Linked DNA regions of Sus scrofa: regions 2, 3 and 4 are each linked to region 1. A link is a contact called in public Hi-C, HiChIP or PLAC-seq and promoter capture Hi-C data. All regions are on one chromosome and are shown on one strand. Each heading gives the region's core, a stretch centred on a gene start, on an enhancer-like site or on the middle of the called end of the contact. The rest is flanking DNA. Distances are from core to core; before and after follow the strand shown.

Region 1 (5,227 bases), core at 1,780-4,279:
GGGAGGCAGCTGTAGACAGACCCTCACTGTCAGCCAGTCCTTCAGGCCACAAACCCCGATGGACACAGATGCCAGGGCCCACGTGGGATGTGGGGGACACAGGTCAGGGGACCCTGTCCCTGAGGAGCTCAAACCAGCAGGGGAGACAGACACAGGCAGGGAAAAGGGTGCAGTGGAAAGGCAAGGCTTCGCCGCTGGAAAATTGGAGGCTTTACCAGACTAGCAAGGGCTTGGGATGCCCTGTTCCCGGTCCAAGGCACCACTCCCATCCCTGCAAGCAGTGGGCAGAGTAAACAGGAGGCAGGCGGCCGAGACCAAGGCCCATCCCAGCTCCTCCTCAGCTGTGCTGCTCGCACACACACACGCACACACACACGCACACACACACGCATACTCTACTTAACCCAAGCCACCCAGGGGCTCTAGGGCACAGCTGCCTCCCAGGCCTTGACCCGATGCCTTGCAGGCCACGCTTGGCCCCACGAGGGAACCCACCACTTGCCCTTCCCTACCTCTGATGACACAGGGAGGGGAGAGGGAAACAGGGTGCCAGTTTCAGGATGCCCCCAGATCACCCACCACAGTAGAGGGGCTGGCGAGGCCTGCTACCCCCACACGGCACCCTACCCAGCTGGTCCCCCTTGGGATTCCCACTGGGATCCAGGTCAGGTCTGGGTGGGCAGAAGGAACGGCCAGGACCCTCCCACGCCCCTTGCTCCTCAGGCACAGTCCCCTGTGCTGAGGCTTACCCACCTGCTGCCCGCCCGCCAGCTGTCCAGCTGGGATCTGAGTGTCTGCCTGTCTCATGGACCCCTTCTCAGGAAGCAGGAGGAAGTGGGAGGGAGCAGAGGAAGTTCTGCAGCGAGGGGCTCCTGGCTCAGAACTGCCGGGGGAAGGGACCGCAGGAGGAGGGGCAGGTGGACAGCAGAGCCGCCCTCCAAGGGGAGACACAGCCTTGCTTCCCAGGGGCTGAGGGCCCGGGGCCATGGACGAGGCACAGAGCTGCCGGGGGAGTGGGCGAGCCTTGGACTCTACCTTGGTGGCAGCCAGTCAGGGTCCACTGAACGCGGCTGTGCTGGGGACAGGGGAGCCAGAGTGGAGGAAGGCAGGTTAAGCCTCCAACGTGCCCTCAGGTGGCCGGCAGACTCAGGGGCCAACCCCTGAGCACTCTCCCTTCCGCGTGTGGGAGGAGGCCTCTTTCACAGCCTGCATGTCTCAGATAAGATGCCCAGGGCCTCCCACAGACCCCAGGAGGCAGGGCTGGGGTCTGCTGTGGGCATTTCGGGCCAAGCAGGGATCCCAGCAGGACCTCCAAGGAAGGGCGACTGCACCCACCCCTTGGACAGAAGAGGCTCAGGAGCTGGTGAAGGTCTTCTGATGCCCAGACAGGGAGGGCTCTGCCCTTGCAGAGGGGCTGCAAGGAGTGCTTGGCTACTCGGCAAAAACATCAAGCAGCCACATCCCGAGGACGCAGAGACAAATCCAACCAACCCAACTGGAAGGTGAGAAGCAGTGTGGGAAAACAGCAGGGGTGGGGGTCTGGATGGAGTCAGGAGGCCGAGCAGTGAAGGGGGAAGCGGTCTCTGGGAAACACAGTCAGGACGCTATATGGAGCAGGGGTGACGTCTGCCGGAATGCCCTGGGCAAGGCCGCTCCTTGGTCTAAACATCCTCCCCGAGGCCTGGGCAGGGCCACATGCTCAGGAGCAAACACCCAGGCCATGAGGCCTTCTGTCTAGTCCCAGAGGGGGACCTCACAGTCAGAGGGAGGAAGCAGGCCCCAGCCAAGTCCCAGGGCCCTGGGTGGAGGCGGAGGAGGCAACCAGGTCAGAGGCTCTGGGCCTAACCTTCCCAGGGGCAGCCCTCCCCACGGGCCCAGCCAGCACCAGGGGACCAGAGTTGGGGGTGGGGTGTTGGGCTGCCCTCTGGCCATAGCCTCAATGTGGAACACAAGCCCTTGGTCACCACTGTGGCTTCTGAGACATCTGCAAGGAGGTGTCCCTGGGGGAGAGATGGGTAGCCCTGGGCCAAACCAAAGTGACAGCATGACAGTGGACTTTGCAGCCTTGCAAGTTCGGGCCCTGCCAGCCGGGCAGGTGGCCACCTCTGAGTGGCATTTCTTCATCTGTAGAACTGGGCCAGCAGCACAGACCCCAGGTTTGCTGTGTTGAGAGCCAGAGCCTAGCTGCAGCGCACCAAGAGGGCTCGGTGGTGGTGGATGCCAATCAAAACTGTGCACGCCGGCAATGTCTCACACTCACACACACAACACACACACACTCCACATGCACACACTCACAGAGAGTCACACGTTCACACTCCTGCACACCTGCTCACTTATTCACTCACACACGTTCACTCTCAGTCTCTCACCCCCACACCCACTCCTGCACACGCACACGACACACCCACACACCTGGTCACACGCTCTCACACACATACGCACTAGTTCAGTCACACTTCACACGTGTTCAGTCACACTCAAACTAGCTCACACGCAGGGTCGCCAATCGCGTTCATTCGGCTCTAGCTCACCACTCGCGCGCGCACATCCGCACCCCTCCGCTTAACGCTCGGGCCGGGCCGGGCCGGGCAGAGGGCGAGACGGAGGGCGGGGCGCCCCGAATGTTCGGCCGCCCGCCTCCGGGTGACGCCCCTCTGCCGGCAGGCCGGGCCCGGGGGTTGGGGGGACACAGGCCCAGGCGTGAGTCACCGCCCCTTGGTGTCCGCCGGGCGCGGCGGGCTGGGGCGGGGTGGGATTCTGCGCCCGAGCCGCCCCCTGCCCCTGGCGCCGGGTGGCAGTCGGCGCTGCCGGCGGAGGAGGCCTCGGCGCCCGCCGGTCCGCAGCGACGCCCCGGGCCCTCGCCCCGCCACGGCCGGCGCCTCCTCCCCGCCTACCGTGCTCAGCTGGGCCCCCATGGTGGTGCCGCTCTGCGCTCGCTCTGCCGCCGCCGCCGCCGCCGCCGAGACCGCCTGCCTGCCGCGCCCCGGACCCGCCCCCTGGTCGCGTCATCCTCGGAGGAGGGGCGGGCCCGAGAGCGGCCCAATCGGGGTTCGGGGGGCGGGAGGCCGAGCTCGAGGCCCCGCCCCGCCCGCTTCCGTCCGCGGGGAAAGTGGAGAGACGTGGGGGAATCCCGCGGTATTTGGACCCGGGCGCGCGTTGAGTGGAGGAGGGGCCGCTGCAGTCGCCCCCGGAGCCCCCGGCGGGGCTCCGGACCGCAGTGTGGCCTGGGGTGGGCCACGTTTGCCATCCCAAAGGGGATAGATGGCGCCCCCCCATTGATGGCGCCCCCCCCATTGATGGGATCCAAAATACAATCCGGAAACTCCGTCGCGCTCGGATCTCAGGTCTCTGATCTCAGGTCTCTGAGCACGTTGAGAAGACCCACAGGCCTTCTTGTTCCCCAAAGCGCTCAGCTCGGTCCCACCTCCAGGCCTTTCCCCTGGAACGCTGTCCCAGCCGCCTCAGGCTCAGCACTGGCTTATTGCTGGGGCTTTAGGACAAAGGATTCCTCCTCAGCAAGGCCTGACCCCTTCTCCAGGCAGCCCCTAGGACCTCGCAGTAGCTGAGGTCATCCTGTTTATTTCCTCAGGGAGGGTCTGCCCATCCCAGTGGACTGCGGGCTCCCTGAGGGCAGGACTCTGCGTCGAAGTCCCCTGCCTGCCTAGAGCCTAGCGTACAGTGGGTGCTCAATAAATACTTGTTGAATGAGTGAATTCCACAGTGAGCACCTGCTCTGGGTAGGTCCATGCTGGCCCCAGGGGGCTCTCTGCTTTTCTGGAATGGTCTTGGACCCAAATGTGAGCTCCTGGTACTTTGACCAGCAGCCTGCAGCAGGCAGTGTGTTCCTGCAGTGTGCTGCTGACCAGGTAGAGAACAACTGGGACTTCCAGGCACAACGAACTGAGCAGAGCCTGGAAGTAGGAATGAAGTGGACAGATGCAGGGTCAGCAAGGCCAGAGGGAGTTGGAGGGACAGTGGTGTGATGTGAGGTCAAGGTATGGGGACCCAGGTGGAGGGAACTGGGAATGGGGGGGCGGAGTGTGAGGAGCCCTGGAGGATTGGGGGGGGGCAGGAACCAGATGGGGTTTTTTGTTTTTGTTTTTAGCATGTGGAAGTTCAGGGCCAGGAATTGAACCCGTGCCACAGAAGTGATCTGAACCACAGCAGTGACAACACCAGATCCTTAACCCATTGCACTCCAAGGGAATTCTGACCAACTGGGGGTTTATTTTTTGGCTGCCCCACAGCATATGGAGTTCCCAGGGCCAGGGCTCAGATCCCGCTGCTCTGCAGCAATGCCAGATCCTTTCCCTTTAACCCACTGTGCTGCGCTAGGGATCCAACCCACATCCTGGTGTTGCAGAGATGCCTCCGGTCTGTGGCGCCACAGCAGGAACTCCTGACCAGCTGGTTTTAAAAGGGAAAACTAGGCAGAGCACACGGAGGGAAGGAGGGAGAGGGATCTGTTAGCACAGCACGGGAGGGTCAATGTCACAGCAGATCAGTTAGGCCTTATTTCAGTTTTAATAATCACAATTTTAATATGACAAAGGAAGTAATCAAATTGGAAAGTTTGGCGGCATATGCAGCCAGTAAGTTTCAATAGCTGGGTGCTTGCTAGGGCACCCATGGCACAGGTGACTTTTCCAGAGACACCTTCCACGGAGGCCAGGGGAGCAGCACATCACCCCAAACCTCTGCATTTTCCCTCTTCACTTTTTTTTTTTTTTGGTCTTTTCTGGGGCTGCACCCGCAGCATATGGAGGTTCCCAGGCTAGGGGTCTAATCAGAGCTGCAGCCGCTGGCCTACGCCACAGCCACAGCAACACGGGATCCGAGCCGCATCTGCGACCTACACCACAGCTCACGGCAATGCCGGATCCTTAACCCACTGAGTGAGGCCAGGGATCGAACCCGCAACCTCATGGTTCCTAATCGGATTCGTTAACCACTGAGCCACGACGGGAACTCCTCCCTCTTCACTTTTGATTCTCTTCGTGTTGTTACACCTGCATTGATGATGGCTCTCATGAATGTGGATGTGCGATGCCAGATTGTTTTTCCGTGTGAAACTTGGAGTTGACTAAATTGGCTTTCTCCTGTGAGTCATCCTCACAAGCCTTGAAAGATTCCCACGCAGGTCTTTTCCTCAAAAGACTCATCCCCTAAATGGCAGTAAATAAACAAACAGAAATACTGTTTAGCTTAAGGCTATAAATATTAG
Region 2 (5,227 bases), core at 926-3,425, 410 kb after region 1:
CAAATCCGACTGGGAGCCATGAGGTTGTGGGTTCGATCCCTGGTCTTGTTCAGAGGGTTAAGGATCTGGCATTGCTGTGGGCTGTGGTGTAGGTCACAGACATGGCTCGGATCCCGCATTGCTGTGGCTCTGGCGTAGGCTGGCAGCTACAGCTCTGATTAGACCCCTAGCCTGGGAACCTCCATATGAGAGCGGCCCTAGAAAAGGCAAAAGAACAAAAGAAAAGAAAAAAGAAAGCTTGGACTAGACGCTATGGCAGAGGAACCACAGGAGATCTGGAGCAGAGGTGTGGAAGGGGCAAGAGGGGAGCCTGGGGCCAGCTAGCGGCTGGGCTACTGCCCAGGCTCAGGAGGATCTGCAGGGCTGGACAGGAGGGGGCCACTGGAAGGGGAGGGAGGCTTCCAGGCCCACTGGGAAGGGCATGCACATCTTGCCCAGATCTGCACTGTGACGCTCCCGGGGTGGCAAGTCTCCCCTGAACTGTAACTTCTCATCTGTGAAAGGCTTGCGGGCCTAGTGAGTTTGTTCTCAGCCCCTCCCCTCAGTGCTGGCCTGCAGCCAGTATTTGGGGACAGACATCCCCACCTCCAGGATGCCCCTGTGATCCTGGAACCCTCCTGCAGCGGGGGAGGGGAGAGGGGAGGCACACTGCCTTCTCCCCACGGGTCTTCCGGGGCAGGCAAGTTTGCCACTCTGCCAAGCCACTGGGCACCTCCTTACAGGAAGAGGGTGAGGGCTGGCAGCTTGCTGGGAGGCGTGGCCAGACCGATTTCACTAGAAACAGCAGCTGCAATGCCTGGGGCCACCATACTTTGAGGGAACCTGGATAATCTTTCAATTTCTTTTTTTTCTTTCTTTCTTTTTTTTTAATGGCTGCATTCACAGCATATTTAAGTTCCCAGGCTAGGGGCTGAATCTGACCTGTAGCAGCCAGCCTACGCCACAGCCACAGCCACAGCAGATCTGAGCCGCATCTGTGACCTACTCCAGATTCTTAACCCACTGAACCCTCCTCCTCATGGATACTAGTCGAGTGTTTAACCCTCTGAGCCACAACAGGAACTCCTCGATCACTTATAAAGTCGGAAGAAAAAGATAGTCTTGGATTACACTCATCTTTATACCAAGGCAGTCAAAGGCAGAAGAGGCCCATGAAAGCAAAAATGCCAGGGCCTAGGACAGTCAGACCATGGCCTAGGAGAAGCACGCACAGTTCCCCTTGGCCCCCCAGAAACCAGTTTGGGCACTTGTGGTTCCCTTATGGGGGGTGGGGGGCGGGGGGCCCTGCCTGGCCACGTTAACCAGGGGCTGCAACAGGCCCTGGGCTGTAGTAATAAAGCAACACGTGCAGGTGTTCCCAGATTTGACTAGGCATGAGGTTGCGGGGTTTGATCCCTGGCCTTGCTCGGTGGGTTAAGGATCTGGCGTTGCCGTGAGCTGTGGTGTAGGTTGCAGATGGCAGCTTGGATCCTGCATTGCTGTGGCTGTGGTGTAGGCCAGCTGCTGTAGTTCTAATTTGACCCCTTGCCTGGGGGAATCCATATGCCATGGGTGAGGCCCTAAAAAAAAAAAAAAAAAAAAAAAGCACGTGCAGATGAAGAGGTGGGGTGCTCAAGGCTGGACATGCTGTCCCATCAAGGTGACCCTGGCAAACTGGAGGCCAGCTCTGGACTGCGAGGATCCGTGGGTGCCAGGCGTCTGTGGTATCCTCCTTAGTCCCACGATGTTGCACCCACTTTACAGATGAGGAGATGGGGGCAGAGAGCCGGCCACAAAGCGGCTAAGCCAGGACTAAGGGGAGGGCTACCTCCTGCCCGGGGGCAACAAGTAAAGCCAAAGTGTGCTTCTCCGGAGGTGGGGGGCCAGGGCTGCGGTGCCGGAGGACGTTCAGGGCTTTGCCATCAGGCCACGTCATTCCCCTCTCTGAGATCAGTCTCTGCGGTCCCATTTTACAGATGGGAAAAATGAGGCTCAAGAGAAGCGACCTGCCTGCAGCACTGGCTGGGTCTGCCCATCGCGGCGGTCATGCTGAGAGGGAGAAGACCCGGCCTGGGAGCACCCAAACTTCCAGCCAGGTCGGGCGGGGCCTCGAGGACAGGGCGGGGTGTCCTGGGCGGGGTGTCCTGGGCGGGGCCTCGCGGGCGGGGCGGGCCCGGGCCGCGGCCGCCACCTCCGCCGCGCAGTACCCTTCCCGGAGCGAGTCCTTGTCGCTGGTGAGTGGAGACCCGCGCCGAGGGCGTGGCAGACAGGGGGCTACGCGGGAGAGACCCCCTCCCCCCGACAGCGCCTGCCCGCCGGCGCGGGGCACCAAGGGAAACTGCGGCGGGAGGTGGCGGGGATGGAGGGGGTGGCCGCGGGGCAGCGCTAGGGACCGAGCCATCGGGTCGGCCCCCGGGGGCGACAAAAAGTGACCCCAACCCTGGTCTCCGCGGTCGTTGCTCCTACGCAGCCGGATTCCAGCGGGATTGGGGGCGCGGAAGGGGGAAACTTGGGGAACCCCGCCCCGCCACACCCCGCGCGGGAAACAGAGCGGCGGGAGGGGCCGGACCCCCCCCCTTCCCGCTTATTCCGTAGCTGAGCGGCCCAGGGCGGGCCACCTCAACCGGGTACCCCGAGGATCACAAAATGCTAGGGAGACTGACATTGATCCACTCTTGATGCACTTGAGACACCCCATTTCTAGAGGTGGAAACCCAGGCCGGATAGGGGAGGTTATTTGTCCAAAGCGAGTTAATGCCCCGCGGAGACTTAGGACCGCGTCACCAGACCCCTGTCCAGTGCTCAGGCGCATCACAGCCTGCACAGAGCCCAGTGTGGGCGGAGCAGCCCCTGGGACTTGCCTGTCCCCTGCCTCTCCTGCATAGGAACTGGGAGCACGGGTGGGAGGGGTCGTGGTGTTACCCGAAAACTGGGTTCGCCTTGGGTGTCTTTGCCTAAAGACACAACCAAGCCAAAGTGCAGGAAAAAAGGAAGGATTTGCTACCTGCAAGAAATAAGGAGAACAAGGGGCGGGGGAGTCTCTCCCAAAGCAGTGTCTCCCCAGACAACAAAACCTGGGAAATTTTAAGCTAAGAGTGCATACATATTCATGAGGGGGTTTGGCTGGCGTATGTATTTTCACGGGGGCTTGAGCAGAGGAGAATTCTGCATAGAATTGGGGCAAAGGCCTACAGAGTCCAAGCTTCAGTTGACTGGAGGGTCAGCAAAGATCAACATCTTGTCCCTTAGGCGTTCCCGTCGTGGCGCAGTGGTTAACGAATCCGACTAGGAACCATGAGGTTGCGGGTTCAGTCCCTGCCCTTGCTCAGTGGGTTAAGGATCCGGCGTTGCCGTGAACTGTGGTGTGGGTCGCAGACACGGCTGGGATCCCGCGTTGCTCTGGCTCTGGCATAGGCTGGTGGCTCCAGCTCCAATTCGACCCCTAGCCTGGGAACCTCCATATGCCGTGGGAGCGGCCCTAGAAAAGGCAAAAAGACAAAAAGACAAAAAAAAAAAAAAAAAAAAAAAAAAAAAACCTTGTCCCTTAGTTTCCAGTTGATTTGGTGGCTGAGCACTGCAGGGAGTTTAAATTCTGCAAAACAGCTCAAACACGTGCGTGCTTCAAGCTAACCTTTGCCATTGAGACAGAACTGGGAGTCTTCCTAACTGATTTATGATCTTCGCTCTTGTTTGCCTCTTTTGCCTGGTAACAATCTTGCTTTCATTCCCGTAAGATCATTATTACTGATACAGATGTGATAAAAAAAATCGTTATTACTGAGACCTGTTCAAGAGTGAGCAGTGTGGCCAGCCTTTGATTACAAAATGGCTTAGGCCCAAAAATGTCTTCTCTTGTGTCCAGAAAGCCATGCCTGGGTCTCTTTCTTGGGGGAGCCTCTACTCTGTCTCCTAACTGTCTGCTGTGAACACACTGTTGAGTGTCAGGGTCAGCTGGGCAGATGCCTGTGGCCTGGCCTGGGTTGGGACTGGCCTGCCCACACATGACTGTACCTGGTACCAGCTACGTGTGCTGGAATGGACGGCTGGAGGGGCAGGACTTGAGCCTCCCCTACGGATGTGTGACTGAGGCTGCTCCCAAAGGGTCATCGCAGGGAGAGGATGCTAGAGGAGGCGGCGTACAAGGAGCACCGCCCAGGGTGCCCGGCACACAGCAGGCCCACGGCCAAAAGGCTCAGCGGCCAGAATGTGGGCCAAGAGCCCGGGAGTCTGCGGGGCAGAGTGGGGACTCCACCCCCTCCACCTTCCACCCCCGCACTGGGCAGCAATGTCGCTCCCAGAAGCAGTAGCCCTTGCCCACTCGTCGGGAAAGAAGCTGAGAAGAAAGGAAAGGGAAACTGCCCCCCTGGGTCACAGAGCAGGGCAGCTGGGGTTCAAACGCTGTGGTCTGACTCCAAAGCACTGCGTCCTCCGCAGTGCCCGGGGCCCACTTTCTCTGTCTGGGGTGCGTGTGTGTGTGTGTGTGTGCGTGTGTGTGTGTGTCCACATTTGTGTCTGGCTGTGACGGAATGGTATCCGGCTGAATCTGCCAGAAACTGTTAACAGTGACTGGCTCAGTCTGGGGAGGGGCGGGACTGATGGGGGGGAAAAGCCCACTTTTTGGACTTTCCATTCTTTCGTTTCTGACTCTCATTTCTATTTTCTTATACTTGGCTTATGATTGTGCAAGCAGTGCCTGAGCAAGCGCTAGGGCTTCAAAATCATCATTCTCCAGAAAGCCAATTGCCCTTTGTCACCCCCTGCCCCCCCATCCGAGACCGCCAGGATGGAGGTCCTTGCAGGCGTGTCGTCTGTCACACTGGCTACGTTCATAGTGAAAACGGTTAACAGAGATTTTTATGAAGAGGATTAGCTCTGAGTCTTTTAAAAAGGAAAAAAAAAAAAAAAGAAAAAAAGAAAAGAGCCTGAAATCAAGTCCCTGGAACCACGGTGGTGGCTTGAAGGAGATAAAGGCCCAGGATGAGCTGCGTACAGAGAGGAAGGAGGGGAGCCCTGGGCCCTGCAGGCTTCTGGGATGAGCCTGAAGTGCCTTGTGGGGTGAAAGAGGAAGCTGAGAGAGGGACGGTGACACAGCTGTCATTGTCATCATGGTGACTGGCTGTGTGGCCCAGAGGGGAGGCCAGCCGACGCCCAGATCAGGGACTGGAGGAGTGTAGTGGGTTTTGGGGTCACCCAGACCTGGAAAGTTCTGTGACTCCTTGTGCCTCAGTTTCTTCATCTGGAAAGTGGA
Region 3 (5,227 bases), core at 1,047-3,546, 420 kb before region 1:
ATAGTGGCACAGACTCAGTGACTTGGGAGCTCAGATAAAGCCCATAGATGTTCTCTGAAAATTAGGTTTCGGTCATTTGTATTCTTATCCTCTGGCGGCTGGCCTTCGGTGGATTTGCTGGTGACAAGGACACGAACAGGGCCTTGAGTGGTAGGTAAAATAAGAAGAGAGGGGCACACGAGGCCCAGGCAACAGAATAAACAGGCTAGAATGGGCACCGAGGCTAGAATGGGCACCGAGGTTGAGGAGGCCTGGGGGCTCCCTTGGTGAGGAGACCTTGCGGTGTGGCCATTCCTGTGACGTCGCCACTCTGGTCTACAGAACTATCACGGCCAGCTCTGAAAAGCACAAGGGCTGTTTAGGGACAATTAAGTTTGAATCTTTGATTATACTCATAACTTAGTGATAGCAATAGAAAAATAAAGCTTCTGCTGAGGAAAAGATCAAGCCCGGCTGATCCAACCAAAGAATAAAAGCAACAGCAGAAATGTAACAGGAGAAACTCCGCCATCCCAGCTTCACGGGTGTTAACAGGGAGGGCAGAGGGTCACCCACACAAGAAAGAGCTCGGTGTCCAGTGGTGTGCTGGAGCAGGCTGCCTGGGGAGCCAGGCACACACGTCTCTTCCCAAATCTGCCTGCACTGACTTCACTTTGAGGGCTTAAAAATCCACCGCGGTGGGAGTATTTACATCACTGAAAATGGTAAACACTAAAAATCTAGGTTTTCAGCCACAGAGTTAGGTGCCAAACACCACAGTCAGTATCACGTTAGGAAGTCTGGAAAAGCAAACACAGGGACAAGAGGACAAAGACACACAAATCCATGCAAACTAACATGGATCCTGGATTTGAGAATCCTAGCACTAGAGCACTGTGGGGACTTGCCTGAGGTCAGACCACTGGTTCCTGGCAAACAGGGGCCAAGAATCCAGGTTGTTTATTGTTTTATAATGTACGATATTCTGCTCGTTTAAGGAAGGGAGCATGAAGAATCTCCCCCTGCTATCAGTGCTTACCTTTCCCGCATAGTCACATCAGATACCTGCCCAACCTTGGGAGAAACAACAAGGCACCTCCACGCCTACTAGGGAAGCTGGTGTCCACCCACTCCCGTTCCACGTGATGTCCTAAACCACACACCAGCTCACTGGGTGCATGCATCTTCTCCTCAGGAAAATGTTCACAGGCACAGATGCAAAGATGTGCTTACGATGTTAGTTTACGGACCCCTGAGTGCCCACCCTGCCCGGTTAAGAACCCGTGTCTCTAAAGAGAAAAATTCCATAGCTTTGTCCTAGGCGGCCTCCTCCTATCCCAGCCCCCTGAACACACCCCCTCCACCAGTGAGAAAGCCGGGGACAAAAATGTCCCTGACATGTGTATTGCCCCTGACAGTTTAGATGAGGTTTTCCCCAACTTTTCCTTCACTAGTTACACTGGGCAGCGCTAAGGGGGATGCCCCCCCGGCCCCCCGAAAAAGACAGTCTTTGAACCCAGGGAGCTTATACCTTAATCCTGCAGGTGGACAGACTGGTTCTCAGACACGTGATTCCTGGGGTTCTGAGGCAGCAGAGGGCAGGGGAAGGCGTTCTTAAGGAAAACTAGCCTGCAGAGCCAGGTAAAAAGACTTGGGAGACTGCGGAGGGTGGCCCTCTCACCTGGAGGGACGGCAAAAGGCACCACGTCTTACTGGATGACCTTGGGAAAGTCCCTTCCCTTCTCCGTAGGAAATGTGGGAAGACCACGATGGCTCAAATTCTACAGCCCTTTGGTTTATATAACCTAACGGGCGTCCGTAAATACATTCAGGTTTTCCAGAGTTCACCTGGGGGTTGACCTGGCCTGGCCTCTAGGTGCCTCGGTTGCCTCACCTATAAAATGAGTATGTCAGTGACAGCCGCTGCTCTCCCTCGCAGGGGCTCGGGAAGAAATACAGGGGGGCAAAGAGCGAGAGCGCTAGACGCGCGGTTCCGACGCAGAGCACGACTAGGCACGTGGGACCCTGCTGCCCTGAAGCACTCGGAGTCACCCCTGCCCAAGTTGGCCACCTCCGCCCGGCCCGGCAGAAACGGGAGGCCGGGGCGGCTGCGACCTTGGGCGGCTGCCTCCGGGTGCCCGCGTGCGGCGCTGCCTCTCACCAGTGTTCGGCACCTCCCGATACCAGGCGCGATAGAGCTCGCGCACCCTCCGCTTGGCCTCGTTCATGTCCCGACTGAAAATGGGCTTCACCGAGGTGCCGGCCGCCGCAGCCGCCCGGGGAAGTCCGCTCGCCGCCATCTTGCTAAATAAACCACAGCTCAACACCACCCCCTTTTCTACTCTTCAGGGCGGCCTGGGGACGCCTTTTTTTTTCTCATTGGCTAAAACCTGTATCCCCGCCCACAATCTTCGCTGGTGGGCGGGAGAATGGCTGTGGGGCTCTCTTATTGGCTGAGAAGCCTTGCTCTCTTGGTTGGAGACCGGCAGGCGCATGCTCACCTGCGGAATCGCGCTATCGGCCATTGGGGGTCCTAGCCGTCGCCCTGTTGTGCCGCCGGGGGGCGCTCGGGCCCAGGCTGATCTTTGGGCCGCGAGCTGGTGTCTCGCTGCTGTCAAGAGTCAGGCCGAGCGCTCGTGCTGGGCGGGTTGTGGAGCTTCGTCTATCAGCTCCCCGGGCTCCGGCCGTCGGCCCCAGGGGCCGCTGAGGCGGATAATAGCTTCTGTTCTGCCGTGGCGTTGGCCCAGCAGCTCTGCGGCTTTTCTGGAAAAAAAAAAAAAATTTCCTGTACACCTGCTCTCTCGAAGCGTGGTGTAGAGGTAGAGGTGAAAGCGCTCTCCTGGCCCTTTAGGTTCTCAGCGCTTCTCCACGCCCAGGAGGTAGGTCGTATCATCAGCCGCATTTAGACGGGGACGTTTTCATCCCAAACTCTGCATCTCTGTGACAAATAGCCCAGAATTTTGGAGCTGGACCGAACCTTAGGTCGTCCACTGGGGATAGCCCTTTTGCCTGGCATTCTTCTCCTGAGGTTACCTCTGAACATCAAGGGGAACCTGGAAGGGTAAAGGGAAAAGTAACAGCTGACAGCCTGTCAGGCCGTGCACAGGTGTTCTGCTTGGTCTTTGTCAGCCTCCCAGATCAGGGAGGGTCTGCTGGCCTCCCATCTTCAGGTGAGAAACTGAGGTGGTGCCAGACGTCTCGGTCACTGGCCATCTCCGACTGCGCCCCTGCCTTAACACTTGCCTGGAGTCCATGGGTCTTTTCTGAAAGTGCAGCTGGACAGACACCTTGTAAGTGTTGGGAAGGAGTTGGGGTCAGGGCTCAACTGGGACCCCAGCCAGCATGGGGGATGGACCTGCATCTAGCCCAGTCTCTCCCCCCCCCCATTTTTAATGTCTTTTTGCCTTTTCTAGGGCTGCTCCCACGGCATATGGAGGTTCCCAGGCTAGGGGTCGAATCGGAGCTGTAGACGCCGGCCTACGCCAGAGCCACAGCAACGCTGGATCCGAGCTGCGTCTGGGACCTACACCACAGCTCACGCAACGCCAGATCCTTATCCCACTAAGCAAGGCCAGGGATCGAACCCACAACCTCATGGTTCCTAGTTGGATTCGTTAACCACTGAGCCACGACGGGAACTCCTTTCTTTCCTTTTTTAGCAGACTCATGGCCTATGGAGTTCCCGGGCCAGGGGCCAGATCTGAGCTCCAGTTGTGACCTGAGCTGCAGCTGCAGCAACACCAGATCCTTAACCCACTGTGCCAGGCTAGGGATGGAACCTGTGTCCCAGTGCTTCCAAGACGCCACCGATCGCATTGCACCACAGCAGGAACTCCAGTTTTTCCCATTTTATTTGTATTTATTTATATTTATTTATTTACTTACTTACTTACTTTTTAGGGCTGCACTCTCAGCATATGGAAATTCTCGGGTTAGGTGTCCAGTCACAGCCACAGCAACGCCAGATCTGAGCCACGTCTGCCACCTAACCACAGCTCACGGCATCGCCCTATCCTTAAACCACTGAGTGGGGCCAGGGATCAAACCCTCGTCCTCGTGGATATTAGTCAGGTTCGTTACCGATGAGCCACAATGGGAATTCTCCAGTCTTTCCCATTTTAAAGGGTAAAAAAATTGGATTGTTTTCCTCCGTATTATTTTTTTAAATGTGTTTGTATGCTTAACTCAATTATGGGTTAAAAGAAGGCGTGTAGCATGTAGTATATGTAAGTTACAAAACATAATATAATGGAAACTTGAACTTCAGTAGCTGCCTCAGGAAGTTTTAGTACAGTTAAGTTTATATAAATTGTCCCATGCTCCTTGTAACCACTGTTTTACATTCTCCAGGCACATTAACTTGTTTAGGCCTCACAACACACCTGTGAGATAAGCATTGTTATACCCACTTTACAGATGAGAAAACTGAGGTAGAGCAGCTAAGTTACATGACAATATTGGATTGAGACCCAGATAGCTGGCTTCAGAGTCTGTGCTCTACCTCTGATGTCTACCTGTGTGATTCTAGCCAGGTTCATGCTCCTGCCTCCTCTAGGAGTAGCTGCCATTATGAATTTAATGTTGTTGTTTGGCTTTGCCTGAAGCATGCGGAAGTTCTGGGGTCATGGACTGAACCCAAGCCACAGCAGTGACAGCACCAAATCCATAACCACAGGGCCGTCAGGGAACTCGATGTAAATTCATGTGTTTAATATTATTATTCATTGGAAAAATAAGTGTCTCTAAAACAACTCACGAACTGGGAGACAATAATTACAAACTGAATATTCCATAAGGGAGTTATATCTAGATATAAAAGACTCTTACAACTCAATAATAAAAAACCAAATAGCCCCCTTTTGTGTGTGTGTGTGTTTTTAGGTCCTGGGCTAGGGGTCAAGTTGGAGCTGCAGCTGCCAGCCTACACCAGAGCCACAGCAATGCCAGACCTGAGCCACATCTGCAACCTATGTCACAGCTTGTGGCCACACCAGATCCTTAACCCACCAAGTGAGGTCAGGGATCGAACCTGCATCCTCATGGATACTAGTCCGGTTATTAACCTGCTGCGCCACAAAGAGAACTCCCAAACAGCCCCATTTAAAAATAAGCAAAGGTGACAACACCAAGTGCTGATGAAGATGTGGAGCAGTAGGAACTCTCATTGCTGGTGAGAATCAAAATGGTACAGCCGGTTTGGAAGAAAGTTTCGAAGTTTCTTACTAGCATGCTCTTACCGTATAATCCA
Region 4 (5,227 bases), core at 1,331-3,830, 390 kb before region 1:
CCTTTTCTCTTGCCGTTGCCCCTCTTGGAATGGCCTTTCCCTCTGGCCCCCTAGACGGAGCCTCCTCCCAGGAGGCCCACTGCAGGGCGGAGGCTGCTGCCACGGAGCTCGCCCTGAAGGGCTCCTCCACGCCGCCCTTCCCGCACCTGGCGCATGAGGCCCACTTCCTCCTTCAGTCCTTCCAACACTAGGTCCAGAAGCTTGAGCATGCGAGGGTCGTTGTACTCGAAGCGGCGCGCGAAGGTGAGGGAGGCGATCACGTTGCTCACCGCTTTATTCAGAAGGTTGTTAGGGCTAAAGGGGCGTCCTGAGAGGGGATCGTACAAGTCAGGGGGTCGCCTTCATCTCCTCTTCCCCAGCTTCTCCAAACCTGTCTCCTGTCCCTCGGCCCCAGCACTCACCAGCCTGGTCGGCGAAGGCGGCACAAAGGCACGAGGCCTCTTGGGTCACCCACTCCTCCAACGACTTCTTGCCCAGGCCAAAGTTGCGCAAGGTGGACACCGAGAAGCGCCGCTGCTCGCGCCACGCTTTCCCGTAGCGCGCCAGGATCACTCCTGGGGGCGGAGCAGGCGCGTGGGCGTGGCCCGGGTGCGCCCTGGCCCCGCCCTCTGCCCGCAACCTGCTCTCGCGGGCCCGCGGGTTCTCCACGCCCCGCCCCGCGCTCCGCTCACACAGTCCCGCCCCTTCAGGGGTCGGTCTCGCCCCCAGCTCCTCCCACACTAACCTCACCTCCCAAGCCCCGCCCACTTTGACACCCCTTTCCAGGTCCTCCTCTGCCCGCCTTCCTTGCCCTCCCACTCTCCCCGGCTAGGGCCCGGTCTTGGCCCCACTTTTTGCTTTGCTCATCGTGACCGTTCTGGAAAGGTCCTGGCTCGCCCCGGCTCCGCCCACTTTGACTTCATCCTCCTAGTTCCTCTGGAACTTGACCTTCCCTTCGGTCCGCAGTGGCCCTGGGCCGCCCTCTCTCAGGCCTCACCCTCCTCTGCCTCACACATATTCTTCCTCGCTCAACTCTTGGCCACAGACTCCCTACACCTGCCTGCCGCCCCTTCAAATTCGCTGACTCTTCTTGCACCCAACGTCCACGGCCCTGCCTCCGCCTGGCCCTGCGGGTATCGGGTCATTGCTGGCCCAGTCCCGCCAAGGCGCGGTCCACCCCCTCCTCTGCTTGCCTTCGGAGCGCGGCCCGTAACCCAGGTGCTCTAAGATGAACACAGGTGGGCGGTCGGAGGTTTCATGGCTGTGGGACACCAGCGCCTCCCGCACAGCCGCCAGCCCATTGAGCACGACCACGGGCCTCCAGATCTGCTGCAGGCTGAATACATCCCCAAAGCGGCGCCGCAGCTGCAGGCCAAAGGTCAAAGGCGTTTTGTCAAGTTCAGGCCCCACCAGGCTGCAGGCCTAGCCTCACGGCGTTAGCCTTGGGGGACCCCTGCTGCAAGGACTTCATCCAGCCTTAGGACCCTGGGAGTTACATACATTATGGTCCAGGACCTCAAGTTGCCTCAAATCACCCAGCTATGACTGTGTAAAGGTCACCAAAATTGTCAATAGGCCAAGTTAGCACCCCATTTTACAGGGGAAGAAACCAAGGTTCATAAAGGTGAGCACCGGGGCCCAGGGTCTCAAGGTGACAAAAGATTTGAACCAGATCACTGCACCTCTCTCAGCCTGAACTTCCTGATTTAAATAGAGCTCATGGAGTTCCTGATGTGGCACAGTGGAAACGAACCTGACTAGTAACCATGACGTGGCGGGTTCGATTCCTAGCCTCGCTCAGTGGGTTAAAGATCCAGCATTGCCATGAGCTGTGGTGTAGGCTGAAGACATGGCTCAGATCCTATGTTGCTGTGGCTGTGGTGTAGGCCAGCAGCTGCAGCTCTGATTCGACCCCTAGCCTGGGAACCTCCATATGCTGCAAGTGCGGCCCTAAAAACAAACAAACAAAAAAACAAAATAAAGAAATAAATAGAGCTCATGACCAGATGCCCATCCCCCTTCTCAAGACACTTCCTCCTCTGATGTAATCAGAGGGGCTCAGGCTCACACCATTTAGGTGCTGGCCAACCGAATTCCCAGCCTGTAGCCGAGTCATGTCCACCCCAACCCCCACCTCCACCTTTGCCCTCTCTGAACTTTGCTTGGAAAATCTGAACTGTCCTCAGGAACTGCACAAACACCCTCCCTCAGGAAGCCTCTCGAATCTGCCTCCTCTTCTCAGCCCAGCTCCTAGGCCAGACTGTGGCTTTGTCCAGTGACCACAGTCTGCTGCTGTGTGGGGTCCCTAAGACCTTCACTGCCCACTTCCCACCATCACCTTGCTCACCTGGATAAAGCTGAGACGTGGGTCTTGGAAGTTCACTTGTAGCAGGTTACCCAGCCCAGGCAGTGGCATGGGGCCCGGTGGGTAGCGTGGAGCCCAGCGTGAGCGCCGGTGCATCAAGTCCACCAGGAGCAGGAAGATGACCATGGCCAAGGCCAGGATCCCCAGTAAATCCCCAGTCAGCAGACCCATGGCTGCCTCAGTGCACACTGGGCTCCTCACCGCACCAAGCACCTAAGACCAGGCCATGCAGAGCACTCTGAAGGCTTGACCAGCCTAGGCCCATTTTATAAAGGGAGCCGAGACTGGTCTTTGCCCTCTGCTCTGAGCCAACCTGCCAGGGAGACTGGGCTGCCAGAGGGTGCAAGGGGTGGGGGAGGGGCCCGGGAAAGTCAGGTGTGGGTATGGTGACTGTCCCTCCTGCCCTCTCCATGTGCTTGCCGCAAGGACACAAGAAGTCCTCCTTCACCCTGGCCGGATTCCCACCTCTGTAAAACTTCCAAAGAATCAGACGTCTTTACACTTGACTCTGCCACTCTTGTCACTTAGGGCTCACACTCCCTGATGTGGCCACAGCCTCAGCCCCAGAACATACCCTTGTCCTGCTGCCTCCTGAGTGGCCCAGGTTTTTCAGTGGCACCTGCCCAGTGCTGGAGGGAGATCGTCGTGACCAGAGGGACCATCATGGGGGATAAAGGTCTTGGCATCCCCTCATTTCATTAGAACACTGAACACAGACACAGTCACACACTCATAAACCACCCACACACTGCTTACTCACACGCACACATTTACACACCCACAAACCCACACATTAACACATATGTACCACATGTACGCACACACACCCTCTACTTCTCAGTGGCTGCCCAGACCTGACCCCCTACCCCACCCCACCCCAAGGCTGCTCGCAGGGGTGCTGAGGCCCCTCACCTGGCTGGCTGCTGGCTCAGCCCTTTCTTGGCTTCCACCTGGTTGTGGCCGTGGCCACCGGAGTCTGGGGACGGGGAGGCAGGAGGACTGTTTTCAGAGCTCCCTAGTTCCCTGATGGCCCAGAGACCCTTTCCTGTTTGTTACAATTGGTCCTCGGACCTTCTAGCTCTTGCGGCCGTCCATTGCCTTTCTGTGTCATTTCCTGACTCGGAAAAACGTGGAGGGGGCACTTGCCCTTGTTGACTGAGCTACCAGTCAGCCTCCACGGTGGCTTAGCATAGGCTGTGACTGTCCTCAGAGGAACAGGCCTCATGGATCGTGGGGAACTGGGGTTCTGGGACCTCAAGGAGGCAGGGAAACCAGTTTTAAGGCCATTCTACAAAGAGGGTAAGACCCACGGGCACCCTGGTGACATCTCAGATCCAGCCTGGGGTCTCTCAGCTGGCCTCAGGTGAATGTTCCTGTCCCGTCTGGCAGCAATTTTCCACCCAGGACAGCCAGAGAATCAGGTGGTATGAATGGGGCTGGCAGGATGGTTCAAGTGTTCGTCTCACAGTGCCCTTGGATCAATTGCCTTTGCCTACCCTTGGTTTTGGAGGTGTCATGCTCTCTTCCAAGCAGTCACGCTAATGGACACATGAAGGGCAGTGTCAGACACATCTGTAGTTTAGGCAGGGCCCTCCCCATACTGGGAACCTGTTGCCCAGGACAGGGCGACCTTGAGGATAATCTGCAACCTCAAGGTCAATGGCCTTGACGACCTTGAGGATAATCTGCAACCTTTTGCAATCACTGTGCAATCCTAGCCTCTGTTCACCCAGCACTCACAGGCCAGGCGCTGCTGTTCACTCCCCATCCTCCCCACACTCTGTAATAGGTGGCTTTATGGCCTCCAAAGCGCAGTCTCAGGGATTGCACCAGGGGGTCAGAGTACCATTAGGTGCACCTGAAAACTCACGCTGAGCTACTGGTCTATGCTGGATGTGAACTTCAATCAGGGCCAGCATTTAAGTTACTGAGATTACTTTAGAAACATTCTCAGCCTGCCCTTGCTGGCTTCTGCTCTGGTGAAGCTGTTGCGGCCAGAGGGATGAGCCCCCACTCCCCCGCTCCCCGCCCCTCCATCCCAGTGTCACTGGTGTTCACTGTGTAGGGAAGGCTCCTCTGGATACAGGGACCTGAGACTGAGTCCAGGGTGATGTCAGCAAGACGGCGGAGCAGAAGTGCCAGGCCCTGGGACCCCAAAGTAATGCCGAGCACACCCCCTGGAGAGAGCTCCAGAAAGCGGGTAGGGAGCTGCAGCACCTAGCTGGGTGCTAGGGAAGTTGGTGGCATTTTGTTAGCGCCCCCGCCCCCAGCGCCCATGGAAGAAACCTTTCAGTCCCCACGCCACCCTGGGCACAGGACGAGGGGAAGCTGGGTTTCGCTGCTCAGGGCGCTGCACTCTGGGCCCAGCGGCCTCGCCTCCCCTGGGTTTTGGCTTCTGCAGGATGAGAAAGTTCTGGCTGCACGACAATGTGAATGTACTGAACACTACTGAATGGAGCACTTACTGGTTCAGATGGTCATGCTGTTGTGTTTGTTAATCACCCTTTCAACAGTGGTACGTCCAGGCAATGGAATTTTCTTCAGCACTAAAAAAGAAATGAGCTATCAAGCCATGCAAAGACATGGAAGAACCTTAAACACCCATTACCACATGGAAGAAACCAATCTGAAAAGGCAATTTACTGTGTGACTCCAGATTTTGGAAAAGGCAAAAACTACGGAGACAGGGAATGATCAGTGGTTGCCAGGAGGTTGCGGGGAGGGGACAAAGAGGCGGGGCACAGAGGATTCTTAGGGCAGTGAAACTACTCTGATACTCGAATGTTGATACATGTCTTTTTTTTTTTTTTTGCTTTTTAGGGCTGCACCCGTGGCATATGGAGCTACAGCTGCCAGCCTACAGCACAGCCACAGCAACGCCAG

What was found. Promoter capture Hi-C pulls out the DNA fragments that hold promoters and counts their contacts. A called contact is a pair of places that touch in the nucleus more often than the background predicts. HiChIP or PLAC-seq counts read pairs in DNA pulled down with a chosen protein or histone mark.
Region 2: a contact with region 1 is called in a promoter capture Hi-C map of fetal skeletal muscle, with 7 times the contacts expected there. The contact joins the promoter of TSPO here to the promoter of LOC100524254 in region 1. A contact is called at or near these places in 2 of 5 promoter capture datasets (fetal liver and fetal skeletal muscle) and 1 of 2 datasets of contacts at active chromatin or transcription factors (alveolar macrophages).
Region 3: a Hi-C map of embryonic fibroblasts shows a contact between it and region 1, with 2.5 times the contacts expected there. The contact joins the promoter of NDUFA6 here to the promoter of LOC100524254 in region 1. A contact is called at or near these places in 1 of 5 promoter capture datasets (fetal skeletal muscle), 2 of 47 Hi-C or Micro-C datasets (both in embryonic fibroblasts) and 2 of 2 datasets of contacts at active chromatin or transcription factors (alveolar macrophages and skeletal muscle).
Region 4: a contact with region 1 is called in an H3K27ac HiChIP or PLAC-seq map of alveolar macrophages. The contact joins the promoter of CYP2D25 here to the promoter of LOC100524254 in region 1. A contact is called at or near these places in 2 of 5 promoter capture datasets (fetal skeletal muscle and liver), 2 of 47 Hi-C or Micro-C datasets (embryonic fibroblasts and retroperitoneal adipose tissue) and 1 of 2 datasets of contacts at active chromatin or transcription factors (alveolar macrophages).

Annotation. Positions count from the first base shown.
Region 1 is chr5:6,144,032-6,149,258 of Sscrofa11.1, reverse strand. It overlaps LOC100524254 (NADH-cytochrome b5 reductase 3-like), which reads right to left and starts at 3,029. Exons shown (of 10, transcript XM_003125982.4): 1 at 2,898-3,029. The coding sequence starts at 2,918.
Region 2 is chr5:5,732,045-5,737,271 of Sscrofa11.1, reverse strand. TSPO (translocator protein) reads left to right here and starts at 2,175. Exons shown (of 4, transcript NM_213753.1): 1 at 2,175-2,213.
Region 3 is chr5:6,559,143-6,564,369 of Sscrofa11.1, reverse strand. NDUFA6 (NADH:ubiquinone oxidoreductase subunit A6) reads right to left here and starts at 2,296. Exons shown (of 3, transcript NM_001185178.1): 1 at 2,141-2,296. The coding sequence starts at 2,279.
Region 4 is chr5:6,536,374-6,541,600 of Sscrofa11.1, reverse strand. It overlaps CYP2D25 (vitamin D3 25-Hydroxylase), which reads right to left and starts at 2,580. Exons shown (of 9, transcript NM_214394.1): 1 at 2,327-2,580; 2 at 1,173-1,344; 3 at 402-554; 4 at 147-307. The coding sequence starts at 2,515.